Regions from separate parts of the Pan troglodytes genome. Here regions 1, 3 and 4 are each linked to region 2. Evidence: chromatin contacts called from public HiChIP or PLAC-seq data. All regions are on one chromosome and are shown on one strand. Each heading gives the region's core, a stretch centred on a gene start, on an enhancer-like site or on the middle of the called end of the contact. The rest is flanking DNA. Distances are from core to core; before and after follow the strand shown.

What was found. HiChIP or PLAC-seq counts read pairs in DNA pulled down with a chosen protein or histone mark.
Region 1: a contact with region 2 is called in an H3K4me3 HiChIP or PLAC-seq map of stem cell-derived excitatory neurons, with 12 times the contacts expected there. The contact joins the promoter of CELSR3 here to the promoter of TREX1 in region 2. A contact is called at or near these places in 2 of 7 Hi-C or Micro-C datasets (induced pluripotent stem cells and stem cell-derived neural progenitor cells) and 1 of 1 datasets of contacts at active chromatin or transcription factors (stem cell-derived excitatory neurons).
Region 3: an H3K4me3 HiChIP or PLAC-seq map of stem cell-derived excitatory neurons shows a contact between it and region 2, with 10 times the contacts expected there. The contact joins the promoter of NCKIPSD here to the promoter of TREX1 in region 2. A contact is called at or near these places in 1 of 7 Hi-C or Micro-C datasets (stem cell-derived neural progenitor cells) and 1 of 1 datasets of contacts at active chromatin or transcription factors (stem cell-derived excitatory neurons).
Region 4: an H3K4me3 HiChIP or PLAC-seq map of stem cell-derived excitatory neurons shows a contact between it and region 2, with 13 times the contacts expected there. The contact joins the promoter of SLC26A6 here to the promoter of TREX1 in region 2. A contact is called at or near these places in 1 of 7 Hi-C or Micro-C datasets (stem cell-derived neural progenitor cells) and 1 of 1 datasets of contacts at active chromatin or transcription factors (stem cell-derived excitatory neurons).

What each region holds. Positions count from the first base shown.
Region 1 is chr2:52,690,190-52,692,889 of NHGRI_mPanTro3-v2.0_pri, reverse strand. CELSR3 (cadherin EGF LAG seven-pass G-type receptor 3) reads left to right here and starts at 1,444. Exons shown (of 35, transcript XR_010155192.1): 1 at 1,444-2,700. It overlaps LOC107970638 (a long non-coding RNA gene), which reads right to left and starts at 253. Exons shown (of 4, transcript XR_001713329.2): 1 at 175-253. NCKIPSD (NCK interacting protein with SH3 domain) reads left to right here. Exons shown (of 13, transcript XM_054681833.2): 13 at 1-14.
Region 2 is chr2:52,493,212-52,496,168 of NHGRI_mPanTro3-v2.0_pri, reverse strand. It overlaps TREX1 (three prime repair exonuclease 1), which reads right to left and starts at 1,683. Exons shown (of 2, transcript XM_024355459.3): 1 at 803-1,683; 2 at 1-482. The coding sequence starts at 456. ATRIP (ATR interacting protein) reads right to left here. Exons shown (of 12, transcript XM_063805739.1): 10 at 2,504-2,584; 11 at 2,087-2,339; 12 at 1,519-1,683. The coding sequence ends at 1,616.
Region 3 is chr2:52,713,709-52,716,757 of NHGRI_mPanTro3-v2.0_pri, reverse strand. NCKIPSD (NCK interacting protein with SH3 domain) reads left to right here and starts at 1,273. Exons shown (of 13, transcript XM_054681833.2): 1 at 1,273-2,117. IP6K2 (inositol hexakisphosphate kinase 2) reads left to right here. Exons shown (of 9, transcript XM_016941061.4): 9 at 1-281. The coding sequence ends at 11.
Region 4 is chr2:52,662,461-52,665,451 of NHGRI_mPanTro3-v2.0_pri, reverse strand. SLC26A6 (solute carrier family 26 member 6) reads left to right here and starts at 1,326. Exons shown (of 21, transcript XM_063805750.1): 1 at 1,326-1,592. The coding sequence starts at 1,570. It overlaps CELSR3 (cadherin EGF LAG seven-pass G-type receptor 3), which reads left to right. Exons shown (of 35, transcript XR_010155192.1): 35 at 1-520.

The DNA of each region.
Region 1 (2,700 bases), core at 195-2,694, 200 kb before region 2:
CTCCAGCCCCTGCACCGATTGGCTCCCATTCAAAGGAGTTCAGCCCTAAGTGCCTCTGCAGATCTTCCACCCCCACCCACAAACCCGTAGGAACCCCGGCCGTGTATCCGGCCCAGAGCTCTGATCCTGGGGAGGTCGTCAGATTCGTAGACAGGAGAGGGAACAACTGGACACCTGTTGCCTGTCCTTGGTAGCCACAAGGGGCGCTCGGGAGGTGGAACCCGCAGAAGCCCCGCCTCCCGGAAGCGGAGCAGTCAAGGGGCGAAAGGATGCGCCGACTGATTGGTTGATGGTGATGTCATAGGGACCGTTCGGGGCGGGCCAGAGGCCTTGGCCAGGAGTTCCTCGCCTGTTAGAACCAGGATCCACCCCATCGCGGGAGCCGCACCCTGTGGAGCGTTCTGGGGTCCCGGCCCTGACCTCTTCCTGGGCTTCGGGATGCCCGCGTCCTCTGCACCCGGCGCTGCAGCTCGTTATCGATTCCGCCTTTGGAGGCCAGTCCGTATAGTGTACCTCCCGGACTATCTCTCACGGTTAGCCGGCAACCCGCGGAGCCCCCTCCCCCATGCGATGAGTCCGCCGTGAGGGGCGGGGCCTCCCATTGTGCCAATAGAAACAATGACTGACTGATTGGAGTGCTCTGCGTTCACCCCTCGCCTCCGCTCCTCTCGTGACGTCTGTTGCGCCAGGTCCACCCATTGGCCTGGCGAGACCGGCGCGTGCCAGGAGTTACGCAGGGAGAGCTGGAATGCACCGAGGGTGGTGGGAGGACTGAGTTTCTGTGTCAGTCCCTTCAAGGGGTTAAGGCATGCGGTCGTGACGGACGAGGGGCGGGGACCCGAAGAAGCGGGGCCCGCAGCCATGGGGCAACGCCGGGCTCCACGTGGCATCCCAGAGCACTCGGGACTCGCAGCCTGGGAGGGGGTGCAGCCTCCAGTGAAGGGTCCCCGAGCCCGGGAGACTGCTGGGGACCAGCAAGGCAGGGAAGAATTTGGCCTCTGCTCCCGCCTCGGGAGGGTCATCTCTGGTCCCTGCTCCGCAGGGGCGATCCAAACAAGCAGGTGGTCGCGACATGTTTCATAAAACTAGCTGATGGGATAGTTAAAGCTATTGTTCGGGGTGCTGGCACCCCAGACCCCTGTCCAGCCATCGTCCCCTCTACCCCAGGATTTCACACAGTACCCCCTCCCAGAGCTATGAGAACGCTCATGGGCACCAAAATTTCAGACCAAAATCCGGGACACGGTTCAGAACTAGTGGTCAGGAAGGGGGAACAAGAGATCTGGAAGGACAGAAAAAGGCTGGGAGACGGAGCTGGGACAGCGCCCTAGAAGGAGGGAGGTGGGTGAAGGCGGCGACCGAAAATCGGGAGGGCGGACCCAACGACGGCGAACCTCCGCGCTCTGTTCAGCACCAGGAGCAACGCTCACGTCCTCAATAAAGATGGCGGCAACATCTTCGGTCCTCAGAGCTGCCATGCGCGATGGGTTGTACCACCGTGTTTCGGGCGCCGGGGCAGAGGTGGAGCGAACCATCGGGGCGGCCGGGAGCCATGTTGGAGCGGCGGGAGGCGGCAGCAGCGTCGGGGATGCTGTGGTGGGGGCGGAAAAAGCCAGGGCCGCACGCCGGAGGGGCTCCGGCCGCGGAGTAGATGGTGCCCAGAGGGCGGCGGGGGTGCGGAGAGACAGGCGGAGGGGCGGGGGCCCGGGGCGGCGGCAGGGGCCCGGGAGGGGGCCCGAGCGGCGGGGCCAGCCCAAGGCCCGGACCGGGGCGGGGGGCGGTGGAGGCCGTGCAGGGAGGCGGGGGATGATGGCGAGGCGGCCGCCGTGGCGGGGCCTCGGGGGACGGTCGACCCCCATACTCCTGCTCCTTCTCCTCTCTTTGTTCCCCCTCAGCCAGGAGGAGCTGGGGGGCGGTGGGCACCAGGGCTGGGACCCAGGCTTAGCTGCCACTACGGGGCCAAGGGCGCATATCGGTGGCGGAGCCTTAGCTCTTTGTCCGGAGTCTTCCGGGGTCCGGGAGGATGGGGGGCCTGGCCTGGGGGTCAGGGAGCCTATCTTCGTGGGGCTCCGAGGGAGAAGGCAAAGCGCCCGGAATAGTCGAGGGCCCCCTGAGCAGCCGAACGAGGAGCTGGGGATTGAACACGGCGTCCAGCCATTGGGCAGCCGCGAACGAGAGACAGGACAGGGACCAGGGTCTGTGTTATACTGGCGCCCAGAGGTCTCCTCTTGCGGGCGGACAGGACCTTTGCAAAGAGGTAGTCTGTCACCAGGGGCTCTGTCCTCAGGGGTCCCGGGCTCGGGGAACAGCTCGCCCCTCCCTTCAGACTTTTTGATTCGGCACCACGGTCCCAAGCCGGTGTCCTCCCAGCGGAACGCTGGGACAGGCTCCCGCAAAAGAGTGGGCACCGCGCGCTGCTGTGGGGAATTATGGGCAACAGGGAGCAAGGGTCAGGGCGAGAGAGCCACGACATCCGGAGCAGAAAGGACAGCCCCCCGGCGGAACTGTCTTCCAGGGGCCTCGGGATCTGGCCCCGAGCTGGATTCAGCACCACGCACGGCGAGGACAGCTCCTGCATCAGGTTCAGCACCCCGCGAGTCTCGGACAGCTCCCGAGCCGGCGCCCAAGCGCATGCGCTCCCGGGGTCTCTTCCGCCGCCGCTTCCTCCCGCAGCGCCCCGGGCCGCGTCCCCCGGGACTC
Region 2 (2,957 bases), core at 434-2,933:
ACAGAAGGCACCATCCAGAGCACTGGTGAGGCCCAGCATAGCCAGCTCTGCTTGGAGCAGGGGGAAGTCGTAGCGGTCACCATTGTGTGCCACCAGGCACCAGGGCTGTGGCTGGCGCCGCAGGAAGGCTAGGAGTAGGTTGGCCAGGTTGTCATCGAAACATTGACGCCCATGCGCTGCCAGCACAGCTGTGCTCAGACCTGTGATCTCGCTGGCTGCAGGGCTGCAGGCCTTCCCCGGAGCCACACACAGGGAGAGCTTGTCTACCACACGCGGTGGTGGAGGAACTGTGGGAGGTGGCCCCTGAGAGGTGGGGGGGCTCTCCAGGGCACATCTGTGGACAGCCAGCAGGCACAGCTCCGTGACCTTGGGCTGGGAGAAGGGCAAGCCAGTGGCCTCCATGTCGAAAAAGATGAGGGTCTGCATGGGCCCCGGGGGCAGGGCCTGCGAGCCCATGGTTGGGTACGTACCTGCCGCTGAGCCTGGGGAGGAGCATGGGATGGGTGTGTGAGTGCCCAGTGTTAAGATCCGAAGAGGAGGGAGTGGGGTAGGGGGTGGGCAGAAGCACATCTCAGGCCTTCCCTGCACAATCCTGCCCTGTCTGCGAGCTCCAGGGCCCATTTTCAGGCAGGAAGTTGGAGAGGGTGAGGTGGTTTCCTTAGTGGGACCAGCACATTCGACTGTCTGAGAGGGGCTCCCTCCTCACATGACTCGGCCCCTCCCCTAGTGCCCCCTTAGTCTGGGGTGGGGGAACCCATGGCCCTCCTGCCCTGCGCCATCCCATTGGGGGGGCCACACTCACCGTAGCAGGCAGGCAGGCAGGCAGGCAGTAGTGACTCGGCTGCACACTCTCCCGCGGCTCTCGCTGGCAGCAGTGGCGGGAAGTGAAACTTGGCGTGGGCCCGCCTACAGGCCCACGTGAGCCGGGCCCGCCTACAGGCCCACGTGAGCCGGGCCCGCCTACAGGCCCACGTGAGCCAGGCCCGCCCTGCTCATCAGCCTGCCTGGTCTGTCCCTCTCACCACCATCCGTCCCCCCCCACACCCACTCCCCCGCTCCCGGGGGACCCCAGAGGCCTTCCAAGATCCACAGCTGTGGCCTGCTGGTGGCACAATGCACCGGGGCCATCATACCAGTGACAGGCAGCTGGAAGGACCAGGGCAGTGGTGCCAGACCAGCTCCAGGTCTTACACACTGCTGGGAGCCCCTGCTGCGGCCCTTTCATGCCCACCTGTGGGTCCCAGTTTCCCAGGCTTTCCTGGTTTAGGCCTGGGCCAAGAGCCACCTCCTTCCCTGCCACACAATGGTTTCTTCCCATGGCCCCAGCCCAAAGCAATGACTCAGGACAATTCCACAGGCAGGGCAGGGCTCCTTCCTCAAGGCAGATCAGTTACCATGGGGACGGGCTCAGCAACAGCCAGGGACAGGAAGAAGGATCCCAGCCACTCAGGGTCCGGGTCCTGCTCCACCCCTCCCACTCTGCCAAACAGATCAGACTCAGGAAACAAGGCCAGCCAGTTCTCTGGGCAGTTCCTGCTGGTCACTGCTTTAATCAGTTGATGTGGTAAGGAAAGGAGTGGTGCTGGTGCCACCATGTGGCTGGACACTCAGGGCCTCAGCCACACTCCACCTCGGGGTCTTCCACATCGGTTTCCGCGGCACAGAGGTCATCCAGGGCTGCCTCTGAGACAAAAAGGAGAGGTTCCTGGTGAGGGCCCAAAGGTGCCAGGGCCTAGGGCAGGTCCCACCTCTCCTCCCCCAACGTCCGCAGGAACTAACCAGTCCCTTCCACACCCAGGCCCTGCTCCCTCAGCTACTGCAAACAAAGTGATACAAAGGCAATTCAGACACGGCTATTTCTGGAAAAACCGTGGCTCTGCCAGGCACACTCAACAGATAGATGCAAAAGGCATCCCAATATGCTTGGAGAAGAACTGAGGCAGGAAGATAAAAGAAAATGGCCCCAGTGCTGGAACAGGCTGCAGTGGGCGGGGGCCTGCTGAGGGGACACCCAGGAATCTGACTTGTTGGGGAACCTCTGGAAGAAGCCGTGGGGGCTGGGCAGGATGGCCTCTGGCAGGCTTACCTTCACAGTCGGTCACATCAGGAAGCCCTCGGATGAGCATGCTGACCCCCGGCATCACCTGGTCAAACTGATGCAGGACCTCCACGCAGTGCATCATGAAGAGCTTGTCCTTCTGCGATAGGCCGTGCAGCAGCAGCACCGTGTCCCGCAGACAGCGCACTGTCCGCCTCTGCTGGTCGGTCCTTGGGGGTCCCCCTGCCCTCCGCACTGTCAGCCACTGTCTGTGCAACATCACCGTGAGCGCTCTGACCACCTGAGAGGGGGTGCAGACTGAGGTTTGGTGCCACCATGGCCTGCACCCTAACAATCCGCTCAGCCTAGCCACCTCAGGTGAGGGGGTTTGCAGTGGGGCCTACAGTCCTTGCACGGGGCCCCCTTACCACCAGAGCTGCCAGCTGTTGGCCCCTACCCACTCACCTCCACATTACACTGGCAGTTGGAGCCAGTGACTGGGGGCAAGGGGCTCTGCACACCAAGCTTAGCCAGGAGCCACACCACCTAGAACAAGAACAGATTGGTTCCATCCTGGGCAGAAGGAGACCAGTCCCTGCGAGGGTTTTCTTAAGCTTCTATAAGAGTTCACTTGCTTCAGCAACTGTTTGTCTGCACAAATGGGGTCCAAGAAGTGGTGTGGGACCTTCCCAGGGCAGACCCAGGACAAGCACTCATGTGTCACCAGCAACCCACCTGCCTCCAGCCCCCTATTCTGCCCCCAAGTCCCAAAGCCAAGACAGGATCAGTCATCAGGCAACTCTGCCAAGTCCTGTCTGCATTGCATCTGTGTGGTGCACAGCCCCCAAACTGAGTTTACCTCTTTAGTTGCTTTATCAACTCTTGTTACTAAAATGAATTAAAGCTCCGTTTCTCCTCA
Region 3 (3,049 bases), core at 24-2,523, 220 kb before region 2:
GTGGGGAGTGAGCTTGCTAGCTGCTCCAGTACTTGAGAGCGACTCTGTGTCCCAGGCACAGCTGTGCTGCGTCAGGGAGGAGGCCAGTATGGCCAGGTGGTGGCTCCTGCAGCCTGGAGCTGATGTGCAGTGGCCTCTGTGAGCCCCAGCCTGAGCCAGTCCCAGCTGTGCTTGGAGTCTTTATTTATTTTAACTATTTCTTCAACATTCCACATTTGATGATGATACCTCTTTCTTCCCTGAGTGTATATGTTCTAATACAAATCTTTTTGTTTATTGTATATAGTGCTCCTGTCATTCTTTCCAAGGGCAGGCAGTCCCCCTCCCAAGCCTCACCACATGCTGTGACCACCTCCCTGGCTCAGTATTCTCCTGGCTGCCACCCCCACCCCATGGATCCTAAAGTCAGCACAGCCTCTTGGCATGGTGTACAGTCTCCAACCCAGCATCCTGAAGGTTACCCAGAAAGGATCCCCAACTTACATACCTTCTGGGGTCTGTGCTGGCTAAGTGTCTCAGCACCTCTATCCAAAAACCACATGACGCTTGACACAGGTCTTCTCATGGGCCGTATGCAGCTTAAGCCAATTAGATAGCAGGTGATCCAAACCTTGGGTCCAGCTTTTAATCCCTCCTATGCCACTGGCAGCAGCTAATTGGCTGGCTATTGTGATAGATGTCCTGGAAGCAATACTAGGGTCTCTAGCCTCGGGTCTGGTCCATTGGCAGCCATGGACTGTGTTGTAAAGGGGCCCAGGTGATGGAGGGTACCATAAAAAGGCGTGTTTGGGTAGGTAGGGTGGTCCTCTTGGCCACACCACCTGTCACCACTCCTGCCCAGCCCTAGTCCCCATTGCAATTTCACCAGTCTTATTCTTCAGGCAGTCCCAGACAGCACAGACCCCGAGATTCTGCTCTGCCCCAGGAGGGCTTCTGGGAGGAGGAAGGGCCAAGAGAGGTCTTGAACTGCAGAGCCAGACCTGGTGCAGAGAAGGCAGGGTCTGGATGTCAGTTTCTAGCAGTTCTACCCCTCACCTGAACCTCACACTAGGCCTATGTACTTTAGGCCTAAAAATAGGCAACTGGGTCAGACAGATTACGGGATAACACCCATAATCCCAACACTGGAAGGCCAAGGTGGGAGGACTGCTTGAGTCCGGGAATTTGAGACTAGCCAGAGCAACATAGCAAGACCTTGTCTCTACTTAAAAAAAAAAAAAAAAAGCTGAGTGTGGTGGTGCATGCCTGTAGTCCCAGAGACAGTAGGCTTGAGCCTGGAAGGTCAAGGCTGCAATGAGCTTGATCATCCCACTGCACTCCAGCCTGGACGACAGAGCAAGAACCTGTCTCAAAAAATAAATACAGATAAAAATAGAAAACTTGCACACACTGGCCTGTACACGCCTCCTGCTTCCTGGGCTCGGGCTTCCTGTGGAGCGTAGCTGGACCATTCTCAGCCACAGTCTCTCCAGGACCCTGAGGGCCTCTTCCCTGGGTCTTCCAGGCACTCATTACAAGGATTTCATATATCTGGAGATCTGGGCTGACTGGAAAGCTGGGTGGATCAAATAGGCTCTTAAGGCCACCGTGGTACCCCACTCCCTCTTTCAGCCCTCCTCTATGCTCTCAGAAAGGGGCATCGCAAATCTTAAGTCCTATAAAGACAATAAAACACAGCAAGATGATAGCGATTGATGGGGGTGGGAGCTTGACGGACAAATACTATAGGAGAGGGAAGGGAAAATTGTCCCAGGTAGAGGGAACAGAATATGCAAAGGCCCAATATAGAGAAAAACAGCCATAGCTGAAGAGAGAGGAGGAGTAGGGGTGGGGAGCAAAGATGGGAGGGCTTTAGACAGGGAATAGCCCCGCCTGGTTTCTGCTTTTGTGGCCCCCTTCTCCCCACACTTGCTCCCCACTGGCCACCACCGGCACTCGGTGAAGACAGGTGGTGAGGCCTAGACACACCGAGAGCCGGGCCCCGCGGGGGCTTCCAAGTGTCGGATCAGCAAGATCATCCTTTCGAGGTCGCCGTCCTTGCAATTAGTAGATGGGACCCACTGCCCCAGGGCGGCAGGGGCGCACCCGCTACGAGCGGAGCGCGCTTTCACCGGGAGGTAGGACGGGACGCAGCGCTCGGACTTAAGCGGGGAAAGGGAGCAGAGGGCTGGACGGGTGAAACTGAGGCCGGGGTGAGGAGTGAGGGTGTGGTGTCCGGGGATGAGGGGCCTGGAGCCGGGAGGGACCAGAGGAGACAGCGAGCTGTCGACCCCAGCCCCGCCGCACCTCTTGGGGCCGCGCGGGGGCGCTGCTCTCCGATGCGTGGAACGATACAGCCCAGGGCGGGGCTTCGGCGGGAGGGCGCGCGCGCCCGCGCGCGCTTGCGTAGTGTGTCACGGTTCGGGACGACCGCGGCGCGGCTCGGCGCTCCCGGCCTGGCGTTGTGGCTCCGCAGCCCTTGCCACCTTCCCTGCACCTGCCCTGCCCGGCCTCATGTACCGCGCGCTGTACGCGTTCCGCTCGGCGGAGCCCAACGCGCTGGCGTTCGCCGCGGGCGAGACCTTCCTGGTGCTAGAGCGAAGCAGCGCGCACTGGTGGCTGGCCGCGCGGGCGCGCAGTGGTGAGACGGGCTACGTGCCGCCAGCCTACCTGCGCCGCCTGCAGGTGAGTGCGCCCCTTCCTGCCCGGCCTCCGCGCCCCTGGGGCAGGACCCCTTCACAGCCCCGCGGAACCGACCCAGGGACCCCACCCTCTCCGGGACCCGAGGCCAGGACCTCTATCAGACAGGGAGTTTGAGAACCTGACCCTGAGACCCCCGGACCCACGGGGACTGAGACCCCAAGAGTCAGCATCACCCACAAAAGACCAGGCCCTTGACAGACCAACTCCCGATCGACCAAAAGCCTAACTCTGGGACTGAGACTTCTCAGGACCCCAGACCCTTCAGTATCGAGTCCGCCATCTGAAGGGCGACCCTGAGCCCCACCGAATCCTGGCCAATTATTCAAATCCCTGAGACCCCAGATCCTTAATATGCCCCTTCTCTGGA
Region 4 (2,991 bases), core at 77-2,576, 170 kb before region 2:
AGGTAGGGAAAGTGGGAGAGGGACTTGGAGGACCCACCTGTGAGGACCCTGACCTGGCCATCTTGAGGGGTTTTCTCTAACCCCCAGCTCTCCCAGGCCGAAGGTCAGCCTTGAGTCCCGTTTAACAGCAGACCCAGAAGACCTTGAGAGTAGGCGTCCTCTAACCACTGGGGAGAGTGGCTGTGCAGGGTTGGGGGGTGGTCTGTGCAGACACCTCCTCACCCACCACCCCATGCATACTCTTGGGAAGCAGTTTCCTGGGAGATTAGAAATTCTACTTCCCTGACTGGAGCTAAATCCCACCAGCCAGGACCCAAACTCTCCTTACCGAGAAGGACCCCAGCTCTTGAAGGGCTGAGTGGCCTGCTGGGGGTGGGAGGGTGTCTTTACTATGTCCTAGGTTTCGTAGATGCCCCTCTCTGGGGTTCCCCTCCTCCAGCCCAGCGGCCCTCTTTCCTGTCTGTGTAAATTGTTCCGTGAAGCCGCGCTCTGTTTTGGGAATAAACTTCTATAGAAAACAGTTGTTGCCTTTTCCTGTTGGGGGCTGGGGAGGTAGGATGGAAGCTGTGAATGATTCAAGCCAGACTGACCTTTGGGAGGAATCTGAGCCCCTCCCAAGAATATCCAGCTATTTTTAGCCCATTTCATGGCAGATCTCTTTCACCTTGAAATCTGGCCCCTCACTTTGTGATTGGGGCCTGATGTTGGAGCACAGGTGCTGAAAATAAGGTGCTAAGGGAAACCTCCCCGCTGGTCAAGGCAACGGCAACAGGACTTCCTAATTCTTCAGGGTCTGCAGCCCTGACCCGGCATTTTTTGCCCTCACCTGCGGTGAAACCAACCTGAGGAACTGCTCTTGCAGTTCCTGCCTTGCCCACCCAACAGCACTGACCCCCACCATTCTCCTCGGCGGCCCGCGCAGTAACCTGCTGGGAGCTACGTCCGGGCTGTGCTTAGTGCAGCGGAGGGGATCCTCCAACCATTTCTGGCCTGGGTGGCCAGAGTTAAAGGGGAGGACTTGGGGACCGTCGGCTCCGGGTCTCAAAGAGATGCGTAGTCGCAGAAAGCCTGCGGGTGGCGCTCTCAGCTGAAGGCAAGAGAGGCCCCACAGACCTGGATCCCCTACGAGTTAAGGCTGGGGTCACCGGCCAGTGGAGTTTCCTTTTCCCACTCCGTGAGCACCTTCCGCTGAGCCAGGACCTGGGATCAGCTCCAACCTACTCAGGGCCTGGGGGCGCGACTGCGGCCAGCCCGGCGCGGGTGCTTAGTTCCAGTTCTGCAGTCCCATCCAGCTCCGGGCAGAGGGCCGGGCGAGCAGCGAGAGGCCTCATAGGCCAAGTCGCCGGGGAGGAAGCGGTTAAATCCTCCTTCTCCAGTCTCTCCCCGCCCGGCGCGCGCCACTTAGGCCCCGCCCCAGCGCGCTGATTGGCCCAAGCCTCCCCGTCCTGCCCCGGGATTAGCCCCCGGGAGAGCGCAGCTGGCCTCACCCGGTCCCGGCGCCGCCTTCCGGAGCGTAGCGGCCTCTAGCCAGAGCAGCAGGAGCAGCCCGCACCGGACAACTTGCGAGCCATGGGGCTGGCGGATGCGTCGGGGTGAGTTCAGCGCACATTCCCGGTAGTCCCGCGCGAGCGCCTCGCTGGAGCAGGCATTCTCCGCTTGCGACGCCTCGGTTTACCTCTGCCGATTTTCTGCAGGCGGCTGCCCCTCTGCAGCAAGGGGTGGGGGCGGGAGCCGGCGCGACCGCAGTCCCTTGGGCTGTGCGGAAAGCCGCTGGTGTGACGCCCGAGGGCCATCCCGGGCCACAGGGAGGCAGCTGCGTGCGGAGGAGCCCGGCCAGGAGATGTGCCGGCGGGGGTGCGTGGGGGCCGGGAGTCCCTGGCAGCGGCCCGTGGACTAGCTGCTTTCAGCTGAGTCCCGAGTCCACCCAGCTCCACTGACCCCGGAGTGAGCGCTCCGGCCTTTCTGGCCCCAGTTGCCTTCCTACGGGGAGGGGCCAATGATCAAGGCTCCGCCCTCCAAACGCGGGTCCCAAGTTGTCGGGGGAGGGAGCCCTTTAAGAAGACCTGAGTGACTCACGTAGGAAAGGAGAGGGGGCTCTACGATCTCCTTGAGATAGCGGTCCCAAGAGTCTCTGAGGATCTTCCTTGCACCCACTCCACACTCCTCCAACAGTACAGCCAGGTTAGAGGCGCTTCCCAGGTGAGTTCCTGTCCCTCAAATGGGATCCTCTCCCCAGGTCAGGGCTTTTCCTAGATCAGAACTTTCCTGACTGGTGAAAGCTTCCCCAACAGGCTAGAGTTTTCCCCCAGGTAAGATCCTTCTGTGAGATCTATTCCCAGGTGACAGCTTTTCCCCATTCCACGTGGGAGCCTCGCCCCAGGTCAGAGCTTTCTTTATGGGAGAGTACCCCCCAGGTGAGAACCCTCTCCCTCTAGGTCTTTTCTTCCCATGTGAGATCTTTCTCTGACTTCAAGTAGGTGCCTCTGGGCAGAGGGAAGATTCCCCCTGTATCAGAACTTGCCAGGCTGGTAAAGATTCCCTGGTAGGTCAGAGATCCCTCTAGGTGAGATTCCCCTTGAAAGCTTCTATTCCCAGGTGAGCTCTTTCCCCCACTTCAAGTGGGTACTTCCCTTTCCATGTGGGAGCCTCTCCCTCTAGGTGAGAGATTGCCACTCCAAGAGCAAGCTCCTTCTCAGGTGAGAGCCAGTCCTTGGCTTCCCCATAACAGGCCTGAGCCGTCTACAACCTGAACCCTGGGGCTGGAGGCCCAGGGGCAAGCTTGGCCCCAACACTTTCCTTCCCTTAGAGGGGAGGGTCTCATCTGAGGCCTGAGGCTTGGGAAAGGAGTTGCTTGAGGAGCTGGACCCCTGGTTTGCTGGACCCCTTCCCTGAGTGTGCTCTCAGCCAGCAGTGGGCTCCTGGGGCAGCTGGAGGAGGACCTGGGGACTGGACAGGGATTGGCTAGGGGAGAGGGACTGGGTGGGGGAGGGA